2 separate regions of the Rattus norvegicus genome follow, and region 2 is linked to region 1. The links are chromatin contacts, called in public Hi-C maps. All regions are on one chromosome and are shown on one strand. Each heading gives the region's core, a stretch centred on a gene start, on an enhancer-like site or on the middle of the called end of the contact. The rest is flanking DNA. Distances are from core to core; before and after follow the strand shown. Region 1 has its middle 21 kb from the start of Rpl28-ps11. Region 2 holds the start of Hmgb1 (high mobility group box 1).

What was found. Hi-C and Micro-C count contacts between places; a contact is called where the count stands out from the background.
Region 2: a contact with region 1 is called in a Hi-C map of the A7r5 cell line, with 3 times the contacts expected there. The contact joins the promoter of Hmgb1 here to the enhancer-like site in region 1. A contact is called at or near these places in 2 of 12 Hi-C or Micro-C datasets (the A7r5 cell line and mammary epithelial cells).

The regions. Positions count from the first base shown.
Region 1 is chr12:10,705,430-10,710,702 of GRCr8, forward strand. No RefSeq gene overlaps it. Among named protein-coding and RNA genes, the nearest start is that of Rpl28-ps11, 21 kb to the left of the region's middle. Within about 2 kb of position 1,367, at least 23 of the 93 cell types and tissues checked have an H3K27ac peak or open chromatin away from gene starts, as enhancers often do. A contact at or near this core is called in the A7r5 cell line, where this site is marked.
Region 2 is chr12:11,005,960-11,012,025 of GRCr8, forward strand. Hmgb1 (high mobility group box 1) reads left to right here and starts at 3,277. Exons shown (of 5, transcript NM_012963.3): 1 at 3,277-3,431; 2 at 5,407-5,570; 3 at 5,718-5,863. The coding sequence starts at 5,421.

The DNA.
Region 1 (5,273 bases), core at 117-2,616:
CTTAAGTCCAACCATGACCACATCCCCACACCGAGGGACATGTTGACTTCTGCCTAATGAGAGACGCAGAGCAGGAGGGGGTGTGGACGATAGAGCCCAATCCACTGTTTACTCTGGTGCTAATCACAAGTGTTTTACATCTGCTTCCCGAAGCTCCAGCCACTCAGCCGTGTGAGAGCCGTCTTCAAAGTCAATTGCCTGTCATTTTACTGATTTACGCTGAGCGACGATGGCAAGGACCCCTCGAGCTGTTTGGGGCTGGCTTGATGATTCTCGGCTTATGAAGTGGCGCTGGGCAGTGTGTTTTGGTTCAAACTCCACCGAGATGGAATTTAAATCCCCTCCGCCGAGTTCCCCATGCGAACGCTTTGATGAGCAGGACCACCAAGCCCTCAGTGAAAGAGGGAGCGCAACCTGGGTTTCTTCAAACGGTGGCGGTGGTGGAGGCTGAGCCCACATCTTCTTTCAGCCCTGGGATGTGAAAATGACATCCACAGTGTGTAAAACAGCCATCACGGATGACTTTTCCCAAGGAGTGCCCACGAATGGCAAAAGACAAAACCCATCCGATAAGGTCGAACCCGTTATAATGGCTCTGAGTTCACTACAGTGTTTCGTTTAAATCCAGATTTACTTCCGTGCCAGTTCCCTCCCCACACCCTCCCGGCCTATCTTGAAGTACTAGAAGCCTCCAGATCTCTAGGAGCTGGCTCTCCCTCTTGGCTGATACTGGAAGGTTTGACAGGTCCCGAGAGTCACCACAGGCTAGAAGACTCTCTTTCTTCTAGGCTTCTATAGCCCACTGAAGACAGGCAAGATGGAAGTGGTCGCTTGTTTGTCCGTTCATTTGTTTGTGTGTTTTTAAGTCTCCCCACACACAGGAACCAGAAGCCACACAAATGATTTAAGGACCACCAACGCTATGCTGCCTGCCCCTGCATTTCTCAGATAACAAATTCATACAATGTTTCAACTGAAGGAAGACTTTGAGGTCTCACTCAGCCCACAAAGCAAGGAAACAGAAGCACAGTGACTTCCTGAGCTCAACAGAGCCCCCGGGATCCTTAAGAATCCAGACACAAGCCAGACTGAGCCATGCAAATGGAGGCAGTCTCCTAGCTCATCTTACCCACATCTCTAGCTCTCGGGGAAAACAGCTCACTGCCACCAATTTGTTACTTTTAATTCCTCTCTTCACGCTCCAGGTCCCCCGCTCCTTTTTCCTGTCTCCTGCCCTATTTAGGCATTTCCAAACTGGCCTCCTCTGTCTTTGTGCTCCTGATTTTTTAACTCCTCGCCTTGGAGCTGCTGCAGTTCCCGGCGCCCTTGATGTGTGCTGTCGTACCTCATTTTGCCACTAGGTGGCAGTGTTTCAGAGCAATCCTGAGCCCTGCAACGTGGCTCTGGGCTGGGCCCGGGTTCTTTGCAGCACAAACAACCGTAGGCGAGCAGGCAGAGCACACATTCGCTGTGGTGCTTGGGAGAGGATGAGCATTCAGTATTATGGTAACGAGGAACAGAGGTCCGTTACCTGTCCGCGTGCTTTCAGAGCCTGCTTTATCCTCGAGACCGACATCTGCCGTCACCTTCACAAAGGAATCTCAAATGGGAAAAGCTGTTTGGGAGGTGCCCTTGAAAACAATGACTGTCACCTTGTGCCCTCTTCGGTTTTTGATTTTTTCAACCCACCATTGGGCACTGATTTCATCCATTAAAAAAAAAAAAATCAAGCAAAGAAGAAAGGCAATCCCTGGGGCATTATGTGTGTGCTGGACAGGACAGTAATGGTGTAATCCTTCTAATGGCTCTGGTCACTGCAGGATGCTAGCTATTAGAAGGGTCTGTTTTAAGGGAGGAGGGGGGGGGGGAAGGTAGGGCTATCTGCTGATTACAGTGCTACCAAGAACAGAAAGTACATCTAAAGGGACACAGTCCACAGAGCTGGACAAAAGGAAGGCGTTCGTGGGTTTAAGGTATATTTAGGGCTTGCACTGTGGCTTCTGAATTATTTCTATAGTTTAAACTCTAAATGCAATGTCTGGGGTGGGAGACGATACCAAGAACTCGGTTCCACTCCCTTGTTAGGAAGTCCCACAGGGGGGAACTCTCAGGAATGTGCCCTGAAATCCTTTACCGATGTGTTCACATCCTGGTCAGCTCCCGGGGAAGACACAAGCCAGATGTTTTCCTTTCAAACAGGTTAGAGCTGGGGTCAAAGCTGTGAGGGACGATGCGTTTAATTGCCCGGCTTCCTCTCCAGTCTCCCCAGCCCAGCCTCCACTGAAGAGACAGTCCTCAAATCCCACTGGTGAGCCAATCTCTCCGGCTTTCCCTCCATCAGTCCCTCTGTACTTCGCAACCCCTTACAGGCCTGACACTAAAAGGAAGAAACTCAAATCTTTCCCCAACTATGACCCATTAAAAAATGGACAGAGTTCTCTCCACTTAAGAAAGCTGGGGGCTGGCCTCCCCCCCCCCCAAGCTCAGAAAAGAGCTAAGATGAGGCTTCCCCTCCAGCCAGGCTCTGGCTCAACAGGTGGTAACTGTTGCTCCGTGTGTAGATTTTATACCCCAGACTGATGAGAAGAAAGATGTCCGTTGCTTAGCTACCAGTGCATCCTGTCATCAAGCAAAATACCAAACATCTGTCCCCTGAATTGAGAGTACATAAAGCCCTGAGGAGAGAGAGTTCTGAACACAAAGCAGGGAGCACTGGATGCTCTGTGGTGGCATCGGCCCGATGACACCGGTGACACGGGAGATGCTGATGATGTGCAGAGAGAGGCCCGTGAAGTTAGAAGCCATTGCAGGATGTCTGAATGTGAGACCTTGAAGCAAGAGTAGCTTTAGGCTTGGGGAAGGCAGGGGTTTGTCTGAAGGATGATGGCCTTGTGACCAGGCACAGGGGACAGGAATGTATTTAAGGCTGTTTACAAAGAAAGCCGGCATGCTTGCCCACGAAGGGCATGGGGAGCTCGGTTAGAGAAAGGGGTGAGACAAGTGGCAAAGGTCTGATCTAAAGAAGCAGTAACGACCCACGGAAGTGAGACAGGTCGTTTGTGCTTGGTGCATTTACCTAGGGTAAGACAGGAAGAGCCCGGTCCTGCCTCAAAGAGAAACAACCACAAGCCAGACTCCTCAGAGGTGGATGAGTCATGCAGAATCTGCCGATTTTAGAAACGAGGTCAGCAGACCAGGAGGCAGCTGCCGTTGACAAGACAGGTCATTCGGTTCCGAGAATAAGGACCTTGCTCTAGGTACCACAGGGGACCACGAGGTAGCACCTGGTCAGGAGGGAGGAGGAAGGTGGGTGCAAGGCTTTACTGGGCATTGTGGGATGGAGTGGTCAGGGAAGAGTGAGCAGGTTCAGCTTAGACGAAAATTATGCTTCTTAACTCTGGGCTCTCGGGACCACCCTTAGCTGGACGAGCAACAAAGGAGGAAGGTGGGTTACCTATGAGAAAGAGAAGTCAGAAAGGAGATGGGTGGGGTGGGGGGCTTTGGTTGATTTGCATCTGAAAGTCATGCTGGGGTGGGAGTGGAGAAGGTAGTTAATTACTTCCCCTATGACTTCCCCCTCCAGAGTCAGCGAGGCCCCCAGATGTCAAGACATCAGAATATAGAAAATAAAAGGCACAGTCGGTGTCCGGGTGAGGTCATTCAGGACAGTGTGTTTAGGGCCATTATCTCATTGTCCCTAAGGCTGTCACTTCGGTGCCCTGGATTGGGTGACTCCTCCTCAGCCCCTGGCTGCTGACTCTACTCGTCTGTTCCCTTCAGGAATGAGACTCCCGGGAGAGGCACAAATTGATTCGGTGGCCTGCGTCCAGCACTGCCTGTTCTGCATGGGCAGCTCTCTAAGACAGGCTGCCTATTCTGGCTGCCCATGAATCAAGTGTCTACTCGTGGTGTAATCCATTTACCAGTGGGGCTCACGGCTCGGCAAGATGCACCAAGGACGCCTTCTTGGTAGGGTGGGGGCTGCCTTAGGAGAGATGTCCTGAGCATTCCGAGAAGAAGGAGAAAGCGTCGGGAACTAGCACTTGGCTCTTATGCAAAGATTACAGAAACCAGGAAGTGAGTCATCATCACAGCCACAAATGTGCCCGAGAGCTCTAAACAAGGTGACAGGTGGAATCATCATTTTTATGTAGAAGATTAGCCTGGTAATAGTTTGTGATATAGAGTGAAGAGGAAGGTGTCTGGAAGATCCATGGGGGTCTTCATGGATCCTAGAAACTGGAGGAGGTTCCTGGCTTTGGGGGGCAGAGAAGAAAGAGCGGCTCTCAGAGACCAGCTGAGGAAAACACCACCAGAACTGGGTATCTGACCAGCCAAAGGAGGGAAAGGACAACTCACAGACAATATTGAGACTTATAGCCCTAGAGTAAGAAGGACACCGTCCCACTAACAAAAACCCCAGCAAAGCACAGAAAGAGGGCAGACACAGGAGGATTCGATTTAGACTCCGTGAGGTGAGTTTGACGGCAGACACGTGATTGATTACTTTTGCACCTAGTTAACCAAAATATTTGAGGAAACAACCAATTTGGGCTCCTGTGTTCAGAGGTGTGACTCTGTCATGGTGGGGAAGGTGCGGTGTTGCAGAACAGTTCAACAGTGTCATGGTGGACAGGGTGCCAAGGGGAATCACGGAAAGAGACTAAGATGAGTCTCTAGCCTAAGCCTCTAGGCCTATACTTCCTCCAATCAGCAGCAAGTGAAGGACCCTAGACTGAAGCACAAGAGCTATATTAGGAGGCTTGGCCTGGTAGAAAGTAGGTAGGTTATGAGGACCCATAACCAGCCTTACACCCACCGCCTCAGGTCGAGATCAGGCCAAGTACCAGCTGCCCACTTCGGATCAAGGCTAGGCCAAGTTCCATTCTCCACCCACAGTTCTTGGGAGGAGCAGGGACATTCTTGAAAATCCACAGAATGTACTGACTGATAAGTCACCTGACCCTCTGGTCCAAGATAGAGCTCAAAAGCATGTCATGTAGGTTTAAACTGCAAACTTGCTGATGTAACCTGTACCTCGAAAAGTAGAAAAACCATTTGTTCTAGCCACTGGGGTCGCCTTCCAGTCACTCGCCACGAGGGACTGATTGAAGGTCGACCCCAACGTGCCGGAAAATAAACCTCTTGGGTTTGCATCGAACTCCATTCTCGTGTCTCCCTTGGCGGGGAGGAGGGCTGGGGGACATGGGGGGGAAGTCTCCCGGTATGTAAGACTCACTACAAGCCTTACACAAGTTCCAACATCTTCCAAT
Region 2 (6,066 bases), core at 2,027-4,526, 300 kb after region 1:
CTTATCTAGGTTTGCAACCTTGGTAATTAAAATATGAAGAGAAATTCAAGATTAGTTATCCTTGAGACTTTCCAAATTATGGGATGCAAGGAGTCCACAGGATGTAATTTTAAACTGAAAAAAAAAAAAAGTTTGCTGGGTGGCAGTGGCACACGCCTTCAAACAGAGGCAGGCGGTGTCTGAGTCCAAGGCCAGCCAGGACTACACCGAGCAACACTGCCTCCAAATCAAACCAAAAGTTCAGTTCTGGCACCTTGCATTCAGGAGCTCAGGAGTTAGAGGTCAACCAGGACTATTCAGGAGAGACCCTGTCACAAAAGGGAAAAAAGAAAAAAACCAGACAGGTGATGGTGGCACATGCCTTTAATCCTACCACTTGGCAGTCAGATCTGAGTTTGAGGCCACCCTGGTCTACAGATCGAGTTCCAGAACAACCAAGGCTACACACACACACACACACACACACACACAGAGCCTGTCTCAAAAAAGCAAAAAACAAAACAAAAGAACACGTCACACTATGAGAAAGACGGCAAGTTAGAAGCTAGTTCAGGCTACATAGCAAGACCCTGAATCCAAAAGATAAAATGTAATTCTCCCAATAAGCTTTGGCTGTCTGTTTTGAAGATGAGAAACCTGATGCCCGTGGTTGGTAGATTTGAACCTATGGCTGTTTAACCCCAGCGCCCATTACTTCCTGCCCTACCCAATGCAAACCTCCTGCTTCTTTGTGGGCCATTAACTTACCCTCACAAGAGTAAGCCTAGTCCAGACCACTAGCAGAGTGGGCAGCTGGACCAGAGCCAGTGCTGGAAAGAAACAACAGTGGCACCCTCAGATTGACAGGGCACTTAGTAGTGGGGATACTATTGAAGATAGCTTAATTATTCTGACCTAAGATACACTTGTACATGTATTTTATGTGAACGCATGGGTAGATGTATGCAAGCTGCCATGTGGAGGTTGAGAACTGAACCCAGGCCTTCTGCAAGTGCACACAGCCAGTGGTCTAACCACTGAACCATCTCTCCACCCAGCTATTGAGTATTTTATAAAGAACTAACAATATACAACAGGGCTGAAGTTATGTAATCACATAAAGTACAAATGTAGTGGGACAGGTTAAGTATATGTAAAGATAACAATTTAAATGTCAACATGTATTTTAAAATATTGGAAGTGCACAACACATGTTTTATATAGTTCTTAATAATAGAGTGGGTCTCTGTTTGGGGGGGGGTCTCCTTATGTAGTTCAGGCCTGGAACTCAGTGTGTACACCAGGCTGGTCTAGAACCCACAGAGATCTTCCTCCTGCATGTGGGGTCTAAAGGCCTCCTGCATGTGGGGTCTAAAGGCATTAGCCATTCATCTTCGTTAGGGTTTCTATTTCTGTGACAAAGACACCATGACCAGAAAACAAATTGGGGAAGAAAGGGTTTATTTGGCTTATACTTCCAGATCATAGTCCAACGATGGAGGAAGACAGCACAGGAACTCAAGCAGGGCTGGAACCCGAAGGCAGGAGCTGATGCAGACAGAGGCTGTGGACTTACTCATTTGCTTCCCATGGCTTACTAAGTCTGCTTTCTGATAGAACCCAGGACCACCAGCCCAGAAATCTCCCACCATGGATTGAGCCCATGAGTGTCCCCACTGATCACTAAGTGAGAAAATGCCTTACAGCTGGATCTCATGAAGGCATTTTCTCAACTGAGGCTCCTTCCTCTCTGATGACTCTAACGTGGGTCAAACTGACACACAAAACCAGCCAGTACACCAGTGTGTGTGTGTGTGTGTGTGTGTGTGTGTATACATGCCTTTGCATGTGTGTTTGGTGTACTGTTCAGTCACACCAATGATAGTCGCTAGACCAAGAGTGTATTGTTAAAAAATGGCAATGGACCTTAAAGTCACTAGTCAGAAAAGATTATCCGAGCCTATTCCCAGTAAGGACAGTAAAATCAAGCAAATCCATTAAATAATAAAACCCTAGAAGTGCTATAGAAATCTAACCCAATATCTATGACTTGAATGTTTTGACTTGGATTAAGTGCATTTTGGAGGAATTCTTTGTTTATCTGAGAAGTGTCTAAGAGTCAGAATAAAAAGGGGGGGCACATTTGTTTTTAACTGAAGAGAGGTGCTCTGCCCCCCCCAGAAAGATATTAGATCCATCAAGGATTAGTGCAAGCCTGTGGCCTTTAAAACTGGCCTGGCTATTTTCTCTGCAGACTTAAGTGTGAGCAGCCAGCTTGGTGAGTGGGAGAAAGTACAGTCCTCTATGGCATCTAATCCTTCAGGTAACAGTAGCCCTAAACGGCTGGTAATCCTAGAGCAGGTACATGTATGCACTAAGTGGTGCGATCGGGGTGAAGATAGCCATCACAAAGATTCATTTGATTCCAACAGTAATCCACACCGAGTCACAGAAAACAGCCTGTGTGTGTGTATGTGTGTGGACGGGGGTGGGGGGACGAGGTCTTTAACGAATTTGCTAATTCTAGTTGGGCCCGCCCAAACATTTCCTGAGAGCAGCCAGTATCAAACCCCAGTGGCTGTGCATTAATTCCCCGGAATAAGGCTTTGGTGTCCGGGAAGTTCAAAACAATGCTTTGTGTTTGACCAAAAGAAAAAAGAGTTGGAGAAGTACTGGGAAACTGGAGCAAAACCAGAAAAAAGGGGTGCAACTGGACGCCTGCTGGTGGGAGCAGCCTAGGCCTCTGGGCAGGGTGGGCACGTTAGGCGGGAGCCCAGGTGAGGGGTGTCTTGTGGTGGGCTGCAACAGCATAGCCGTCCCGGGGCCCACAGAGGCCCCCGCGTTTGGGCCGCAGGCCCCGGAGCAGCCGCCCCACTCCCGGACGCATCCCCAAGCACGGGCCGCGAATCTCAACGGCTCCGGGCCGGAGCGTGGAGCGGGAGGGGGGGCGGGCCTGCGGGAGCCGCTCGGGCCTGAGGACGCCGCGGTGGCTGTGGCAGAGCTGGGCCCTGACCGCGCGCGCCGCGGCTCGGGCGTGGGGCTGGCTCGGGGCAGACGCAGGCACACAGACACCATAGAGCTCCGCTTTCCCGTAGCAGCTGCTGCCTCTGCAGCTGCCTCTCCCGCCTCAGCCTCTCGGCCCGGCACACACTCACACATTCAGATTTGCGCGCTGTTTCAATCCTCGGTGACGTGTCCTCGCAGACAGCCAATGGCGCACGGGCTCTGGTCAGGACAATGGGAGGGAACGGGCCAATGAGCGAGCCCCGTGAGTTGGCGGTAGCCAATAGGAGGCGCGCTGGCTGGAGAGTAATGTTACAGAGCGGAGAGAGTGAGGAGGCTGCGTCTGGCTCCCGCTCTCACAGCCATTGCAGTACATTGAGCTCCATAGAGACAGCGCCGGGGCAAGCGAGAGCCGGACGGGCACTGGGCGACTCTGTGCCTCGCGGAGGGTAAGTGTGGGGCGGCGCAGCGGCGGGGAAAGCGCCTCAGGCAGCCTCGTAGCCCGCGCGGCGACCGGATCCCCGCGGCCCGAAGCCGGCGGGTCAGGCTCCACACAAAGGCAAATGAGGGGGGACCGTGGGGGGAACTGCGCACGGAGCGAGGCTCCGCCGGGCGCCGCGAACGCTGCCCCGAACCGAGCCGCGGGCCTCAGGCGGCCGCCACTTCACACCCGCAGCGCCCTCCGCGCCTCACTGGCGCAAAAAAATTTTTTTTGTGTGTGTTCCGGATTATTTTTAAAAAAAATTTTTTTAAACGTGTTTGTGGCCCCCGGGGCCGAGCGTTTCGGGCAGGCGGCGTGCGCGGAGCGGGCAGCGGCGGCGCTTCCCGGCTGCATGGGCGGCCGCGGCGGGGAGCGCGGGGCGGCGGGCGGGGCGCCGCTGCGGGCGAGGGCGGCGCGGGTGGGCCGGGGGCGGCCGTGCGGGGCGGCTCGGGCCGGGCGAGGCGGCGGGCGAGCGGGCGGCAGTGGGGGGAGCGGCGCCGCTGCTCTCGCTGGAACATGGCTGACTCGGCCCGGCGCTGCTGGCTGTAGAGAAAACAAGGCGGGCGTGCGGGCGGGGGAAGCTGGGCGCAGCAGTTCTGAGGCAACTTTTTTTTTCCCCCCCTCTCCTCTCGCTCCCCTCTCTCCTCTCTTCACAGCCCCGCGTTCTCCGTGCGGGGGCGGCGGGGCGCGCGGAGGGAGACGGCGCGGGGGCCGCGGGGGGAGGGGAGCCGCGCGCCCCCGCCCCTCCCCCGCCGCCATGGCGAGTGCGCCAGCGCCCCGCCCGCCGCGCGCCTCAGTCTCCTCACACACTCACATACACACACACACATACACACACTCACACGCGCGCACACACAAAGGGAAGGAGCCATATTCTCGCCGCGCTCGCCCTCGCGGCGGCGGCGGCGGCGGCGGCGCAGGCGGGGAAGACGCGCAGCGGCCATTCCGTGCGCCGGCCCTGGCGGCCGCGGGCGGAGCCAGCCCCCATTTCGAGCGGGGCTTCTTGCGCCGCGGCCGACAAAATGGGGGCGGCGGCGCGAGCCTGCGGCCTTCCGGGCGCACGTGGCGGCCTCGGGCCCGCCCGGAGCCGCAGCCCCCCTCTACCTCAGGCCAAGTTCGGAGGGCGGGGAATCCTCCCCGCGCGCGCCAGGGTACCCCAACTTTTCACGGGCCCTGTTGGAAAAAAAAAGCCCGACACCCCCGTGGTGGCGGAGGGGGGGGCGGCGGCAGGAGTGGCTTTTGTCCCTCATCCTTGTTTACTCGGAGAAACTTCAGACCGGACGTGTTTAGTCAGAGCAGAAACGCATCTCGGGGCCAAAGCGATAGGAAACGGGCGGCCTCTCCCGGCCCTGTCCCAGCGCCGCCTCCGCCCTCCCGAGCAAAGTTTGATGCGAAGACCGGGTGTTCCTAAAGCTGGGTAAACTTTAGGTGCACGAGGGGGATTTATTGTTTTGCTTTTCATCCCCTCCCCCTGCTTTTCTAGGCCTGTAATTCTCTTAAGGTCTACTGGATCATTCCTTGTACACCGCAAAACTCACTAATGGAAAGGGTGGGTTTTTTCTTTTTTTTTTTAAATGTTTGTGTTTTGCTGGTTTAAATTTTTTTTAAAGATTTGGACATAGTTTAAACTACCAGTTAGGAGTCATTCAGAACAGACTGGACAGATAGCCAATGCTTGAGTGTATGTGTGCCTACATTTTTGAGATCACACTTTGAGACCTTTTTTTTTTTTTTTTTCTTCCCTGTGTCCCATGCCCTCATCGCTGTGGCTTAACCACTTCTAGGAATTGGCTACGGTTTGCAATGTCCTGCTTGGCTTTTATGGGAGATTGTCGTCACCGCTGTGTTAAATAACACAAATTTTGGTTGTCTTGCCACCCTGAGCAGTTCGAAACTGGTCAGTTTCAGTTTTTTGGTTACTAACATTGAGTGCTTTCTTTCAGAAAATCAACTAAACATGGGCAAAGGAGATCCTAAGAAGCCGAGAGGCAAAATGTCCTCATATGCATTCTTTGTGCAAACCTGCCGGGAGGAGCACAAGAAGAAGCACCCGGATGCTTCTGTCAACTTCTCAGAGTTCTCCAAGAAGTGCTCAGAGAGGTGGAAGGTAAGGGGGCTTTAAAGACACTAACGGCCTTTTAGTTGTAGATTAGGATGAAGGGGCTGGGTGTTCTCCTTACTATTTGACTATTAAAGTGCTTTAGGGTGGCATATTAAACACCTCTATATCAAGTTCACAAATGACTCTTTCTAGACCATGTCTGCTAAAGAAAAGGGGAAATTTGAAGATATGGCAAAGGCTGACAAGGCTCGTTATGAAAGAGAAATGAAAACCTACATCCCCCCCAAAGGGGAGACCAAAAAGAAGTTCAAGGACCCCAATGCCCCCAAGAGGCCTCCGTGAGTATGAGCTTTTATTTTGAGTTGTTTAGAGTGGGTAGGAATTGATTCGGCCACCTTCAGTGTCTAGTACTTGGTACCTTAGCTGAAAATGGCTCAGGTCTTGTATTTTGAGAAGTCATAATGTAACTTAAGTCAGGTAGAATTTTATTAGGGTAAGGCATTTGAACTGAGACACTGATTCCTTTGTACAGTATATCACT